Linked DNA regions of Mus musculus: region 2 is linked to region 1. Evidence: chromatin contacts called from public HiCAR-type data. All regions are on one chromosome and are shown on one strand. Each heading gives the region's core, a stretch centred on a gene start, on an enhancer-like site or on the middle of the called end of the contact. The rest is flanking DNA. Distances are from core to core; before and after follow the strand shown.

Region 1 (4,235 bases), core at 667-3,166:
AGTTGATTACACTAAACTTTGTCCAGCTAAAACATCGAGTGGCAAAGATGTACAGAGTCATCTTGTAGTACTAATTTCAGCAAGATTCATGAAAAGGACAAAAGACCGCATGGTCTTTGATTTGAGGCTACTCACTATTGCAACATAGTAAAGCCCACCTTGAGCAACATGCACATTAATTACTTTGTTATTTATGTTTCTCTCTATAGAGTATCAAATCTATCAAGGTAGGAGCCATGCATATATGATTCTGCAATATATACTTAGTACATAATGAAATGTATAACACAAAAGGTATGTTAAAAACTGTTTGGAGGAAGGAAAACATGAGTGGAACTAGGCATGGTGATGTATATCGACAACCCTAGCCCTTGAGAAGCTGTGGCAAAAGGATTGTAAATTGAAGGCCAGTCTGGATTACCCAGACAGATCCTGTTTCAAACCTCCAAACCAATCAAATAGAAATACCAAATGAAAGAGAGTTTTTTCTTTAATTCCTAAATAGGACCACACTTTTCACCATCATTTCTATGAAGTTATTAGAGAAATAACAGTGCTCACCATAGACTTACTTTGGAAAGCGAGAATATGAACTGAGAAAGCACCTCCATAGACTTGGCCTGTGGACAATCTTGTAGGCAATATTTGGAGTGGGCCTAGCTCACTGTGGGAGGTAGCACTGCTGAGCAGTTGATGCCAGATGGTATCAGAAAGCAGGCTAAGCAGATCAAGTGGAGCAAGCCAGTAAGCAGCACTCCTCCATAGTCTGGCCTCCAGGGTGCATGTCCTGTCTTGAGTATCTGCTCTAGCATTTAATTTTAGACCATGATCATGATTTGTAGACCAAATAAACTCTTTGCTCCCCAAATTGCTTTTGGTCATGGTGTTATATAACAGTAATACCTAAATTAACTAAATAAGACAGACATAATAACATATATTTAAATAAACCTATTTTAAAAGGCTCAGAACATATACTCAGCTACTTACAAACCTGTTGAGCTTCTATGATAGAGGTTGTAATCATGGAAGCTGAGGATAAAGCAATAGAGGTCACTTGAGTACCTTGTAAGAAGGCATTAAGAACAGAATTGGGGCAAACATCATTTCGCAGTGAAACTTCGAAAACAGGAACTGTTGCTTTTGTTCCTCCATGATGACCCTCCATCACTGGGCATCTAAGACATCTGCCTTTGTGTTAGAAGGGCAGAACTCCTCTCTGAAATGATAGTAGTTACAGGGATCACAAGAGTGATTGGAAGAAAAAGGACTGAGCTTCATGTTTTGATTGGGTGTGGTAGATCCTGCCTGATACCAGGGACAATCCTTCCAGTTGCAGTATTAAAAGAAAGTTAAGGGTTACTGGAATGCATCTTGCACGGTGCCAGAGTTTGGTTCTGAGTGACTGCCAAAACATACGAACAAAATCAAGAGAAAACAATCCCCACAATTGGAAACATCACTTACTATGTATGATTAATAAATGTTTTTGAGGACGATGCCAATTTGCAATAGAATAAAACCTGAATTCAATAGCTTAGGGGTACAGATAGGATAAGCTCCATTTGTCCTACAAGAAATGAGCACTAATAAAGACCATGCTCCAACAAGGAAGTGGCTCTACTGATTTTCAGAGGTTGAGTTTTTCCCAGTCTCTAGTTACTTGAGTATATTTTCCTTAATCGGTTGCTCTCATGGAGTCTGTACAGCTGGAGGCCATTTTTGGCTCAAAGAGTTGGTACTCTCAGACTATGTATTTTTCTCCCTCTGCCCCCCCCTCCCCCTACTCTGTCCATTTGCAGTTTTTTTCAAGCCATCACTATCTGTTGTCCAAATTAGTAACACTCCAATATAAACACTAAAATTCCTAATATAACATGGTGTTCTTAGGCAGCAGCAATGGGAGTTCAGCAGCCATGAAGAGGCAGCTGGAGCTGACTCATCTTCACTGCTACAGTAGTTACCAGTGGCTGGGTCATCCAGCTGCCTGCAGCACCTTCCCGAATTAGCCACAAGGGGGCAGAGATTGTAACACTAGGCTTTAGATTTTCTCACTCCACATAAAAGTCTTTCGCAGTCTCTTAGAGAAAGCCTTGGTTTTAGAAAGTTCAGGGGTTGTAAGCCTTCCAAATAGCAAAGTATAACAATGTACAAAGTTTTTATTAATATAGTAATATGTTAAATATAGAGATAATAATGATTACCTCTCATGCTCATGAAGAATTTGAGAAAACTAATGAGATCATATTTATAACACTCTCAGGCTTCTTCACAAATAATTGGTATGTAATTCCATGCATAATTAATGAGTACTTATTTGCTTTGTATGCACATTTGGTTCAGAGAGCCATTATGTTTTACTCTTTGGCTACACATGAATTTTAAAGATGAACAGATTGGAAATAATTGATTTGATAGACTACGTGCCAGGGCCAAACAATATGAATCCTAGGCAGTGGCATTTTTCTGGTACCTCTGACTTTATATTTAGTTCTCTGATTTCTCAGTGTTCCATAGATGGACCAAAGGCAGTCTCAGCTGCTTCAGAATGAACAATAGAATGTGATGTTGATTGTCAATCCTAGTCAAGTAAGTACACCGAATAGGTATTTTCAAGAAAAAAACAAACAAACAAACAAACAAACAAACCCTAAGATAAGTGGAATACAACTTTCAAGAACTCTATATAAATGGCCAATTCTCTATAATGGTGCTCAATGGAATTTGCTAGGAGTAAGAATTATCAGCAAAAGATGTTTAAAACTTCCCATTTGTATACATGAAAGGACAAATTTGATGCTTTTTTCATTCTGTCTTCATTTATGGGATGCTTAATTGAGGGCCTATTGCTTTCTTTTCATTCTGTAATCATGACAATTTAATAGCCACTATGCATAGTGTACTGTACAGGCTTTTCCTTTATTTATTTATTTATTTATATTTTATTTTAATTAGGTATTTTTTTTCATTTACATTTCTAATGCTATCCCAAAAGGCCCCCATAACCCCCAACTCCCCTACCCACCCACTCCCACTTCTTGGCCCTGGCATTCCCCTGTACTGAGGCATATAAAGTTAGCAAGTCCAATGGGACTCTCTTTCCACTGATGGCCGACTAGGTCATCTTCTGCTACATATGCAGCTAAAGACACAAGCTCCAGGGGGGTACTGGTTAGTTCATATTGTTGTTCCACCTATATGGTTGCAGACCCCTTTAGCTCCTTGGGTACTTTCTCTAGTTCCTCCATTGGGGGTCCTGTGTTCCATCCAATAGATGACTGTGAGCATCCACTTCTGTGTTTGCTAGGCTCTGGCATAGGCTTTTCCTTTATAAAGGATGATAAAATACTACTCAGTGACCTTGTTCAGGCATGCACGTATAAGGACAATGGCAATGCAGGGTATAATAAGCACTGAAGAACAATATTGGAAACAAACACCACTGTGAAAGTTTAACGAGATGTTGGGGACATGTAGCTTTCAAACTCCCGAAAACAAGTATAGTGACTTAGCTTCCACATAATTGTTTTATGTGTATATGCGGGTTTCTGTGAGTGTGAAAAGTACAGTCTGAGTCTTCTCGTTTGCTTTATTGTTACATTTTTCAATTGTAAGTTATAAATGTACTTTATATATGATAGAAATAGCAAATTATATAGTATATCTATATTAGATATACAAGTTGGAGACAATTCCTCCCAATTTATTGGCCTATGATTTAACTTCCTTTATTTTCTAGGGTGTTCTGAAGCACAAGCAATTTAATTTTCATGATCTGTCCAACATCTTAGCTTTCTTTCCTCTAGCAATCATTCTGTTTTTGTTGTATCTGAGAATTTTTCCTAACTTAAGAACAGTTTTCCTGACAGGCACGGTGGTGCGTTTCATCCTAGATCTCTGCGCGTTCAAGGAATTCATGCATATTCTACGTGTTCTTCTTAAAGCTCTTCAGTTTTAGATATTTCGGTTTGGAGTTAACTTTATGAGTGGTATGAACTAAAGGTGTAACTTTCTCATTTTTACAGAGGGGTTTCCAGTTATCTCATGACTATTGTTGAAAATACTTTCTTCCATAAAAGGACCTCAGCACCTTTTATGAAGATCAGAAGCTATAGATCTAAGAATTTACTTCTGAATTCCTGAGTCTGCTCCTTTGATTTCCACCCCACACCCAGGTCTCCACTGTTTTGATTCCTGTATAATTACATTAAATTTGAATTGGACACATGAACACT
Region 2 (4,235 bases), core at 1,002-3,501, 520 kb before region 1:
TTTTATTTTTAAAAGTCAGAAAAGCAAATGTTGCTTATCTATTTAAAGGTTTTTAAAAGTTAACATCTGTATTATTTAAGGAGTAAGCCACCATTTAAAGATATTTTCAGCTTCCCAGGTAATCTGTGCTATCTACAAAGAAAAGACAACATGTTGAATATAGCAATGTTTTGAAAATATTTCCTCTTCTGCCAAACTGAGACAAAGCATCTATACCGAATGTACAGAATTAAGGAATTTTTGCATTCGAATGAACAGCTTTATTACTTTCCATGTAATGTCTTTATTAGTTTCCACCCATAAAAAGGTACTTGTGCCTTTACCAATGTAAGAATCCCCTTCAAACTGCTACTATTTTATGAATGTATGGAACTAATGCAATATCAGGGTGTGAACATGATCACAAGGAGAAAATATGGTTCATCTCATGCATAAATGAATAAATCAAACAGTAGTGTAGTTTTGTCATTTTTTTCCATGCAGAGGTGGTAGGTGAGAGGAATTGAAGGTATTTGACAAGAAACCCAGTCTGCTGTTATTCATATTTCTATTGTAAACAGGGATGCAGGCTTTCTTATATTTTGGTCTCCTGGCTTCTTTTCTTCAAGCTGCTGTTTTTTCCCTTAATTTGTCTGTAGTTTCACTGGAGACTAGTTAATAGTTTTAAGTTGAAATTAAGCCCCAAGGAGCTATTGTTATATAAAAAGTAGGAGGTGGGAGCTCCAAAATGATAATTCTAAATGGTAATTATACACATAGATTCAGGCCCACTTTTCCTACCCTAGTTGTTGTTATGCAAAATAATATAACTTAGATACTGTTACACAGGTTAAACGGGGGATAAACAGGTCCCCAGTTCTTTACATTAATCATTTATCAAACTCAAGGACGCGCTCAAGGAACACCAATTTCCTTTCCACTTCTAAGTCACTTGCTCTCAGACCATCTTTCTCTTTCCCTCTGACATTCCATCTTCCTGCAATGTTTAATTTCTACCGTTGCCTTTGCTCTCTTACATTATCAAGGACAGTGACTAGTAGCAAATAAACATAGTAGTAAAATAATTTTTGAGAGAAGAGAGATTATGTAAGAAATATATGTACTGTTTAGGAAGTTGAGGCTATCTGTCAAAACTGAAAAATTCCTTGGGAATGAACTAAGTTAGGTGGATATTGTTTCTCATTGTAAATACATCTAGGTAAATTTAGTAATCTCACTTTCACTTAACGGAAGAAATAAGTATGAATAAACCTGCACTTCAGCCTCTTGAATATTACTCAAACATGAGGTTGGAATAAAGAAATCTTCATCTATAAAGCAAAGACATAGACAGCACTTGGTCTACTGATCAAACTTTTGAATTCTCAAAAGAACCTGGTAAAGGCTGAACTATCTTTACTGTCAGCAATCCTTGTGAGGTTCAAGATCTGTATTGCCAGCAAATGCAAAGGAGTGGCTTGTTTTAATTTTATATGTAGCTGCTCTTTTTACCTCCAACTGAAGGACCTTATTTCAATTCATTACCTGTTTTTTTGTTTTTGTTAAGTACGATGTTTTTGCTACCCCCTTTTAACCCTGACATACATTGAAAGCTAGTTCAAACTGTACAGATTCAGTTGAAACCATTTCTATTTCATTCTTATTCTAAAAGGAGAGAGAGAGAGAGAGAGAGAGAGAGAGAGAGAGAAAGAGAGAGAAAGAGGTGGACATATTAAAATAGAGAAACATACACACAGTTACCCAATATCTAATACAGATGTAAAGATTACTGGAACACAAACCAAAAAAGGCATGCGGACAAGTAATGGGTGTACGTTCAAATCCCTCTCAAATCAAAGAGAGGCGCTCTCGATGACTCATACATACCGGACAGTTTACTATTACAAAGAAACATGCCAAAGATGCAGCCGTGAGGGCAAATAAAACGAATCTTTTGGAAGCAGAAAGACTTAAGAGGAAAATAGATGGTGCAATATCGCAAACTCTCATAGTACAGTTCCCTCCCACGTTGCTCTCTCTCTCTCTCTCCCATCTCTTTTTGCTTCTTGCATTTCCCTTCGCCGCCAGTGTTAAGTGTGTACCTCCCGGCACAACTTACCTTGAAACGGGACTCCATTGAGCTCTCAAGAGTGACATAAGTCCCTAGCCAATCACCTAGCAGAGCTTCGCCTGGGCGGCCTCAATAGAAGCGTCTCGCCCAATCAGAAACCTGGGGCGATGAGCATGTTGCGTTGTGGCGCAACTCGGCGTATACTTCCGCGCGTGCTGCCCGGGATAGGACTCTGGCAGAGCAGCTGCACACACGGCAGTGCGGAGGCAGAGAAGGGGTTGGTGATACGGTGCTATAAATCTGTGGTCCAGTCCACCTCCCTTTTAAGACGTCCTCCCCCCTTATTTCTGTTCTCACTTAGAGATGCAGCAGCTTACTCCTGTAGCGACCTACTAAAAAGCAACACGGAGAAAGACATCGTCTTTTTGAAAAAACGTTCTTTCGTCTCTTTTCTTTGTTCCTTGGTTTGTTTTTCTTGCACCTTTTTGTTTAGTTGAACGGCAATAGGAGTAGTCTCTCCGTCTTTTTAAACTCTCTTTTTTAAGTTTCCCCTCCCCTTTCATATTTTTTTTCATCATTTCTTTTAGCATTGGACTTTGGGGTCGAAAGCATTTCTTTTTATTTGCTTCTTTTAAGCCGAGCACAGTTTAGGTTTCGTGCTGTCTTAAGAGAACTATCCAGCAGCTTCTTGCTCATCCTTATTGGGAGAAGTGCACCGTTACTTTAAAAATACACATACACAAAAACCTTAAGGGAGAAAGGTAAGTTTCGGTTTGGTTTCTTTAATCATTAGTTGCAGCGATGCGCTGGCAAACCCAGAAAACCTGTAAGTGAGCGGAATACAGAATGTGAAGTTAATTGCACATGTTTGCCTCATTTCAAAGCGACTGCTTTGCTTTTTTTTATTTTTATTTTTATTTTTTTTATTCTTGAGAGCCAGACTAGAAGACAGTGGACGCATGCTTAACGTACTGAATATTCGAAAATGTCACTTGATAGAAACTTAAGTGGTAAATGTGGTCAAGATCCAGCAGGCTACAATGGGAGGCTACATGTTCAGTGAGCTTCGGGGTTGAGGTTGGAAGTTCATTTCGTGGGAAGAGAGGGATAACTTGAATGTTGGAGGGGAATGCATGCCTCTACTTTCGCAAAGGAATCGGAGGACTGGGGAAATCAGAAGCCCTGGACTTACTTGCAGATTAGACCAGTGGGGAAAATCCTCAGCTTAATTGCATTAACTAGATAGCGTGTGCCGGGGAGATGGGATTGCCAGATGGAATTTAGATGCTGCACCAGGCAGCGAGTTGTAGTTGCCTGGAAAAAGTACATACAGCCTAAGGGCTGGGGCTGGGCTGGGGCTGGGGTAAGGTTAGAAGCTGTCAAAACTCATCATTGCCAGAATTGAGGACTCTGATTCACGGATTCCAATGATTGTAATTCAGATTTTAAAGAAGACTGCCAATTTGGGGCCGAATCTTTGAGCCTATACCGGATATGAGATTCCCTTTGTTCAGAAAAGCGTAAATAAGATCCTTGGAGCCGTGAGTGTGAAGTGGCAGCTGCTTGGGAGCCTCGCGGTGCTGGGCGCTGGGCAGTGGATTCCAAGCCCTGTCCTTGGTCCTACGCAGCGGAGCCCGCCTTCCGGGAAAGGGAGACTCACTGGCAGCCGCGAGGCATCGCAGCTACCCAGGGAGCTGAGTCGGCTGTATAGCCCTCAGCCCCTCCTCGCAGCTCCCCTTCCTCGAGTAGCTATTGTTAAAACTGACGCCAGGAGAAAGATGGTTGGGGACGAGACTCTGGGCAGACAGGCACACGCTTCATTTTAACTTTTGTGATTTCTCCGGGTGCAGGGGAAAACAGCCGGCTTTCTACTGCGAAAGAGCGAATCCGGGTAGACGTGGGAAAGGGGGAGGATGCTCGCCGGGCGGCGAGGGCGGGGGAGGTGGTGGCGGACCGAGGTGCTGGCTTTGCCTCGGAGAAGTTTAAATTATCGGCACGAGGGGGTGTGGGCGAATGTGTGCGTGCGAGCGCCGAGTGGTGCTCGAGACGCAAAGTATGGGGGCAAGCTACAAAGCTGGCCCGGGTTGTTCATCTCTCGCAGCTCCCTACCCCACCCACAGGCTGGTTCCAAAAGCTAGCGCTCTGCCACCCCCCCCCTTCCCCGACTCTGCCTAGGGCGTGTGTA

The links. HiCAR-type assays count read pairs that join an accessible place to other places.
Region 2: a HiCAR-type map of PVALB interneurons shows a contact between it and region 1, with 6 times the contacts expected there. The contact joins the promoter of Elavl2 here to the enhancer-like site in region 1. A contact is called at or near these places in 3 of 484 Hi-C or Micro-C datasets (the N1E-115 cell line, cerebral cortex and cortical neurons), 5 of 115 datasets of contacts at active chromatin or transcription factors (PVALB interneurons, SST interneurons, astrocytes and 2 more) and 1 of 9 other capture datasets (liver).

What each region holds. Positions count from the first base shown.
Region 1 is chr4:90,858,807-90,863,041 of GRCm38.p6, reverse strand. No RefSeq gene overlaps it. Among named protein-coding and RNA genes, the nearest start is that of Gm25244, 140 kb to the left of the region's middle. Within about 2 kb of position 1,916, at least 5 of the 459 cell types and tissues checked have an H3K27ac peak or open chromatin away from gene starts, as enhancers often do. A contact at or near this core is called in PVALB interneurons, where this site is marked.
Region 2 is chr4:91,374,512-91,378,746 of GRCm38.p6, reverse strand. Elavl2 (ELAV like RNA binding protein 1) reads left to right here and starts at 2,251. Exons shown (of 8, transcript NM_001347149.2): 1 at 2,251-2,811.